2 separate regions of the Mus musculus genome follow, and region 1 is linked to region 2. A link is a contact called in public promoter capture Hi-C data. All regions are on one chromosome and are shown on one strand. The core of a region is the stretch at or near the end of the contact, and the rest is flanking DNA. Distances in the headings are between cores, read along the strand shown.

Region 1 (3,514 bases), core at 62-2,561, 2.5 Mb before region 2:
GAGACACAAACTATCCCCTCATTGGCAGTTGACCTGCCCGAGCCAGTGTCTATCTGTGTAACTGGATGAATATAATAAAGGGATCATTTGACCCTGTATGTCCCTCTGTGTTACTTGTCTCCATGTGGGTCTCAATGAAGCCTTGATGTGGGATGTGAAGCAGGGTTGTGGAATTGAGTTGAGTGGATCTGTGATGCCAAAAACCATGTATTTTGTGATCCTTCCTCTGAAGCAGCCCTGAGTAGGCCATGAAGTAGTTGCCACAACTACCAGTTAGGAAATAGGAGTGGCCTGTAACACTGAGTGAGGCGCATGGCCTGACTGTGTCTGTGACTTAGGGTTTCCATTGCTGTGAAGAGACACCACGACCAAGGCAACTGTTATAAAAGGATAACATTTAACTGAGACTGGCTTGCAAGTTCAGAGGCTCAGTCCAGTATTGTCAAGGCGGGAAGTATGGCAGCATCCAAGCAGTCATGGTGCTACAGAAGCTGAGAGTTCTATAACTTATTCCAAAGGCAGTCAAGAGAAGACTGGCCTCAGGTGGCTAGGAAGATATATTTGCCCACCCCCACAGTGACACACTTCCTCCAACAAGGCCACACCCACTCCAACAAGGCCATACTTCCTAATTGTTCCTAATTCCCTGGGCTAAGCATATTCAAACCACCATAGCCCTTAGTGTTAGGACTAGAAGACTGGCCTTCCTTAGCTCCCATGGTGGGTCTCTTGAAGCTGATTGAGTGGGCTCAATGAACATGTAAGTTCTTGAAATTTCTGATTGCTGCAGGGTAATGACTACAACGATTCGAATGTGCCTAGGCTTTGCCAAAGATGTGCTCTCTAAGAATGTTGTCTAGATCCTCTGTGATGGTCATCTCTCAAGATTCCTCTCAAGTAGCAATGGGCACGGTAGCACACCCCTTTGATCCCAGCACTTATGAGGCAGAAGCTGGCAGAGTTCTAAGTTTCAGACATGCCAGTTATTGAAAGAGAGAGAGAAAGGAAAGAAAGAAAGAAAGAAAGAGAGAAAGAAAAGAAAAAGAAAGAAAAGGAAGGAAAGAAAAAGAAAAAGAAAGAAGGAAAGAAAGAGAAAGAGGGAGAGAGAGAGAAAGAAAGAAAGAAAAAAAAGAAAAAAAGAAAAAGATTGCTCAAAGTGAGCCTTTCAATGTCGCGGCTCCCCTGCCTAATGTGGCTTTAGCCTTGCACAGGGAGCCCCAATGACTACAACTCCCAGAAGCCACAGAAATAGACCACGACTCCCAGAAGGCCATGCGATCACTCGCTTTCTCTGGAGTCATTTAGAGCCGGAAAGGCGCCTAGATACCGCGATACTTGCGGGTATCCTGGAGCTGGTGAGCAGTGGAAGGGGCGGGAAAGCTGTGTCGGTGGTGCCGCCGGGTGGGGCGGTGGGAGAAGCTCCTCTGGTCGCTGTGGGTCCGCGTGAAGGTCCATGTGTAATGTGTCAGATGTGGGGCTATAGGTGTGACTCCAGTCTCAGAATTGGGGGCTATGCAGCTGCACCGGTGCCCGCAGATATCATGCTCTATCCTTAGTTTAAAAGACACCCACACTTGACGCTTACCTTTGAAAAACTGCAGCATAAGGTGCCCCCCTCCCAAAGATTTAGGACCGCCCCGAAATACAAACTTTTTTTTTTTTTTTTAAATTACGTTTATTTTGTAAGAGGGGTGGCTGTCACAGCGTGCGTGTTGAGGTCATAGGACGACCTGCAGGACTCAGTTCTACCCTGTAAGTCCCGCCCTCATTCAGGGCCTCAGACTTGTCTGCAAGCTACCTTGCTGAGCCAACGTGCCTCAAATTGTATTTTATAATCATAAACGAGAGAAAGGAGAACGCTGGCAGTATTTAGATGCTTAAACCCTAAACTTGCCGAGTGGCATTTCAAATTAGAGTTAGAGCAGTTTTTGTCAGAAAAAAAAATGTCACCGTCACCGACGTTTGGAATATTGGAAGCCAGAACTAGATAGTGGGCAGGAGAGATTCCCAGCTGCAGGAAGTGATGCGTGTTTGGGAGCTGGGGTCTTCTGCTTCTTTCTAGCAGCTGGGAACCAGCAAGGCTGTGATGTATCTTCCTGACACGTGTCCTCAAGAGGTGTACAGATGAAACTGCAGTAACTTTAGAGGCAAACATGCCTACTTCCGGTTTGAGACATCCATTGGAAAGCCAAACATTTTGGCTGCAACCAGCATTCCTTAGGTGCAGTGTGGTCACACTTTCTTGGCTACAGTCTTGCCCGTATCCTGTGGTCACATTTTCTTGGCTACATTCTTGCCCATTCTATTACTGGTAGGTATACATGGAAATTTTATACTTTGTCCTTGATTAAACTGAGAGAATTATAGTCTCACACAGAGGCCTCTTTCTCTGCTGTGTATGTGTTCTCTCTGTGTCTCTCTTAAATTTCTCTCTCCCTTCCCCTCCATTCTCCCCCTCGTTTTTTTCTCTTTCCCTCCCTCTCCTCCCTCCCTCTCCCTCTCAGGGTCTCACTGTGTAGCCCTAGCTACAGGACTTAGTATGTTCGAATCTCAACTCCTAGAAATCTGTTTGTTTCTGCATTCCAAGTGCTGGGATTAAAGGCATGTGCCACCAAACCCTACTTTTTCTTGAAATATACATAAGACTAAGTGTAAGTTCTGTGGTTATAATAAAGGTCAAGTAAAAATATGAAAAAAAATTGTTCCCTGCATATGCAGCTTAGAATATAAGACTGGTCTAGGTAGCCAGCGCATCAAGTGTATCCCTTGTATGTGTACCTCAGTCTATGAGGGTGGGAAGAAAAATTAATCTGAAGTCCAAGGATGGCCAAGAGTGACTCAAGCTCGACTCTGGAGGTTGAAAGGGAACATTGCACCATGTGATAAAATAAGCTTGTTTTTTGTTTTTTTCTTGGGAGGGTCAGTAGTGGTGGGAGAGAATCAGATATTATAATGTTCAGATATTATAATGCTGGACACTTCTGGACCAGCATGATAGGTCAGGGAATGCAAACATGTACAGCCTTATCTTGGTCTGAACCAGTGGGCTCTGTGGTTAAGATGGAGGGTGGTCTACCATCTTAACTGTCTGCCAGAGCTAAAGGAAGTGTGCAGGAAAATCCGTGCTCTGAAGCATCAGAAGGGGCGTTGTTAACCAGCTAGGAAGAAGCACAGATAGGGACCGTTTCTACGTGTGCAAAAGTTTCTCTCTGGCTACTGTGTTTTGGAAGTTATACTTATTACATAAGCAGAGGATCTTTGTGTCTCTCTGAAGGAGAGAGAAGGCGCAGGTTTCTGGCAGTGCTTTACCTTCACGGCTGGCCGCCCTCATCCCTGAGCTTAGGAATCACAACCCTTCAGTCTCATAACCCGCTGCCTGCTTGTCCACTCTTCTCTGCTGTTCCTGTGAGTGACAGGAACCCAGGAGGTAAGGTACTGCTTCTAGTCATCCTGACTGTGTTAACAAATAAAACATTTAAAAGTCAAAAGGCGTTAGTGGAAACTGGATGGAGAA
Region 2 (3,601 bases), core at 361-2,860:
CAACACTAAAAATATACTACTTAAAGCAACAACCACAACAAAATGCCCCAACCTTCTTTGGAGCAGGTTAAATCTTCTAATTTACCTTCTGGAGAAAATATTGTGGTCCTGGAGTCATATCTTCGAGACTGCAAAGGAAAAACAGAGATGATGCCTGTTCACTGACATACGCCAACTTCCGGATGTCCATGCATTGGATACAATGACACCCTGGTGCTGAGTTCAGTGGAAAGAAGACGGAAGACCCCATTCAACTCCCTCTACCCCTTTGGTTTCATTTTCTTCCATGTCAGGCTGTGAGCTTCAAACAAGCCATAATGTTCCCAGGCAAAAGTTAAAGGAAACGTGTCATGAACTCACCATGGTTTCTGAACTTTATGTTGATTCCTGTGAAAAGAAAACAGGATCATTAATAACAAAACCCCCACAATTTTAAGAAGTGTCTTCCACTGTTAATACCACTTGATCCACACCATCACTCAGCTAACATGAACTGCACCACCACTGGGACCTATACAGATGCTGGGCCACCACAATAAAGGTAAACCATGGTGTCCTGAAAAGCTCAGAATCTAGCAGCCAGGTATGACAGACAAAGATTATAAAGCAACATGGAAGAGACATTCAGGGTGGGGAGGGAAAGCAGAATCGACAGCAAGTAAGATTTTAGGAAACCAATACAGATAATGAGAGTAAATTAGAGGTGGGAGAGGCAAAGGTAAGTTGAAAAGCCTCAAGTCAAAGAAAAAGAATTGTGAAGGGGTGAAGGAAGGGCATTCCAAGTAGAGCAGGCTGAGAAAGGTTAACAAAGTGGATAATTCACATGGTCCTAAATTTGGGGGTGTAGGGGTTAGGTGGTAAACCTGGTCCTTATTTCCGTTTCTTCGAAAGACAGCAATGGAAACTCTGCCTTAGTAGAAAAATGGCAGTTCAATTCCTATGTTGCCAAATGGGATATAAGGAAGGCATCGTGGCTGGAAAGCTAAGCAGACATTTGAAGGGTCTGCGCGCCCAGATGTTAGAAAACACCTTTATCTTACTTAAGACCGCTTCACCGACGGGCTGGATTCAAGGACCACGGGAAGTGACATTTTAGAAGAGTCGTCAGGCCTAAGGAGAGTTAACCTGCCAGGAGTCGGTTCCAACATGTAGGAGAAACAGAAAGGTGGCCCTGAGCACAGCAGCCAGGAGGCCACGGCGGGTTTCGGATTCGACTGTGAACACAGCTACCTCCACGCCTGGCGCCGGCGCTACAAGACTTGGACTTTCCCCCGCAGCGCCACTTTCCCGAATTGACTCTCTGGGCCGCAGCCGCCCCCACCCCTCGCACCGGCCCGGAGGGTCTCAGAGCCCAGGCGAGCCGTCAAGGCCCCGCGGGGATACCCGACGGCGGCCGGCGGGGACCAGTCCCTGGCAGGCCGGTCACCGAGGAGGCGGGTGCAAAGTCATCGTGCCCACGGCTCCTCGGTGGCGGCCGCGGGCCTGGGCCGTGGTCTCCACGCAGATGGCCCCCGCCCGGGAGACAGACACCTCGACTCCGCGGCCCCTAAAGGACTGAGCCTCACCAGAGGAAGACGGTGAGGGTGCAGATCAGCGCCTCTTTACTCAGCTGGAGAAGAACCAACCCGGATGGCCAAGCATCCGCGGCGAATATGGCTCCCGCGCGTGCGCAGGACTGCGAGGGGGCGGGGCGGGGCGGGAGGACGCGGAAGTTCTCCCAGTGCTGGGGCGGGCTCAGTCTGCCCACGTGGACTGTGCAGAAGCACAACCTCGGCTTTGGCTGCGGTCTGTATTAGAGGAGGACTGGAGGGAGGAGGGAAGCGTCTATACCGTGGAGAGTGGAACCAGATTCCTCCTACGCTTTGCACTCCACTTTCGTTTTCTCTTCTGTACCATTCTAATGGAGGCCAGAGTAGCAACTGTATAGACAAATCAAATCGTTTACTCTTCCAGTCTTGCCCCTTAACAGTTTTTCCTTTGTTCTTCCTCTTAGCCTCATTTTCTCCTTTCTCAGATCCAACTCTTTAATTGGGATAACTTTTGTTCTAAGTTTAAGACTTCTCTTCGCCGGGCAGTGGTGGTGCACGCCTTTAATCCCTGCACTTGGGAGGCTGAGGCAGGCGGATTTCTGAGTTCGAGGCCAGCATGGTCTACAGAGTGAGTTCCAGGACAGCCAGGGGTACACAGAGAAACCCTGTCTCGGACAAAAGAAAAAAAAAAAAAAAAAAAAAAAAAAAAAAAAAAAAACGAAAAAAAGACTTCTCTTCATCCATTTCTCCTTTCCAATCTTACCTAGTTTTTGTGCCTATGTTGGGGGTTGAAGAGCTAGTGGGTTGACTATGTACAGGGCCTTTGTCTTCTGTGTAGGCAAAACGGTTGGATCTGGGTTTCTTAAAGGGGGAAGCTTAGAAATTTAGTTGCATGTAGACGGGACCTGGCCTGTACTCAGGACCTGGTTTGCCCTGTAAATTCCAAGCCAGCCAGGGATATATAGTGAGACTGTTTTAAAAATGAGAGAGAGAGAGAAAAAAAGACCAAAAGGTAAAATATCCATACAATGCAGCATATATTTAATTTCAAACAGAAATTAGCAATATTTGCAATAGGAATTTAGTGGAGAATCTCTCTTAGCAAGAACAATCAAGAGAAACTTGCAGAGTTCCATTGTATAACAGGATAAACACTGATTTGGAATGAGACCCAAGTTCCAGCCCATTTTTCTGGTCCTGATTGGCCAAGTTAAATAAAAACCTCAAATATGAGTATCCTAAGTGTTTCACATGTGAATGATCTCATGTACTGCCCCCATGTGTGTGGGTGTGGGTGTGGGTGTGTAAAAACAAGGAAGGAAAGGCAGCAGGATGGGATTTTGTAGTGATTAGGAACAGGGGTAACAGCCCAAAGACCTAATTCAAGATCTAAGCCTGAGCTCCCTTCTAAAGCAATAAATCAGCTTTTCAAGGCTCTATTTCTTTATTTAAAAATGGAGATTAATCATCAGAATATCTTTGTGATTCTGTTCTGGATTAAATGAGGTAGTGCATGTAAAATAACATTCAATAATCATTGTAGTATAGTATATTCTACTGAAAAACTAATGAAGCAGGAAAGACAAAACCGCTCCAGATTTGTTAACCTAAAATCCTGATTTGTGAAAGCAGCAGGGCTCGATGGCTGACTGTGAGAAGGGCAAGCAGCGTGCCACACCAATATTTTGAGTGTGCGTAACCTGAAATATGATCCATTATTTAGTAACTATTTATTATGCCTCTACTATGTGCCAGAGTCTATGCTAAGAGGCTGCCATAGCCTCTTAAAAAACCCTCACAATTGACTCTCTAAGTACAAACATTATCTTGCTCTAAAAAAAGAAAAGAAAAGAAACGAGAAAGGAAAAGAAAAGGGAGACATGGAGAAGTTAAAAATAAATTGTATAAGTAAATTCAGAGAAATACCTAGTTTGGGAAGTTTAGACAGGTAGATAGGCAGGCAAACATCAGACAAGAGTTATAGTATCAAAGCCTACTCACATAGACGGATAACTACTAACAAGATGTTTAAATAAATGACTAGGGGTCTAGACCTGAGTCATCTTTAGAAA

The links. Promoter capture Hi-C pulls out the DNA fragments that hold promoters and counts their contacts.
Region 1: a promoter capture Hi-C map of pre-B cells shows a contact between it and region 2, with 2.3 times the contacts expected there. The contact joins the promoter of Ppcdc here to the promoter of Psma4 in region 2. A contact is called at or near these places in 3 of 39 promoter capture datasets (erythroid cells, hippocampal neurons and pre-B cells).

The regions. Positions count from the first base shown.
Region 1 is chr9:57,437,911-57,441,424 of GRCm38.p6, reverse strand. It overlaps Ppcdc (phosphopantothenoylcysteine decarboxylase), which reads left to right and starts at 1,311. Exons shown (of 7, transcript NM_176831.5): 1 at 1,311-1,355. Scamp5 (secretory carrier membrane protein 5) reads left to right here. Exons shown (of 7, transcript NM_020270.3): 7 at 1-98.
Region 2 is chr9:54,948,868-54,952,468 of GRCm38.p6, reverse strand. Psma4 (proteasome subunit alpha 4) reads right to left here and starts at 1,610. Exons shown (of 9, transcript NM_011966.3): 1 at 1,566-1,610; 2 at 361-387; 3 at 86-128. The coding sequence starts at 363. It overlaps Hykk (hydroxylysine kinase 1), which reads right to left. Exons shown (of 5, transcript NM_177351.4): 5 at 2,545-3,601. AY074887 (cDNA sequence AY074887) reads left to right here and starts at 1,515. Exons shown (of 1, transcript NM_145229.2): 1 at 1,515-2,225. The coding sequence starts at 1,630. The coding sequence ends at 2,028.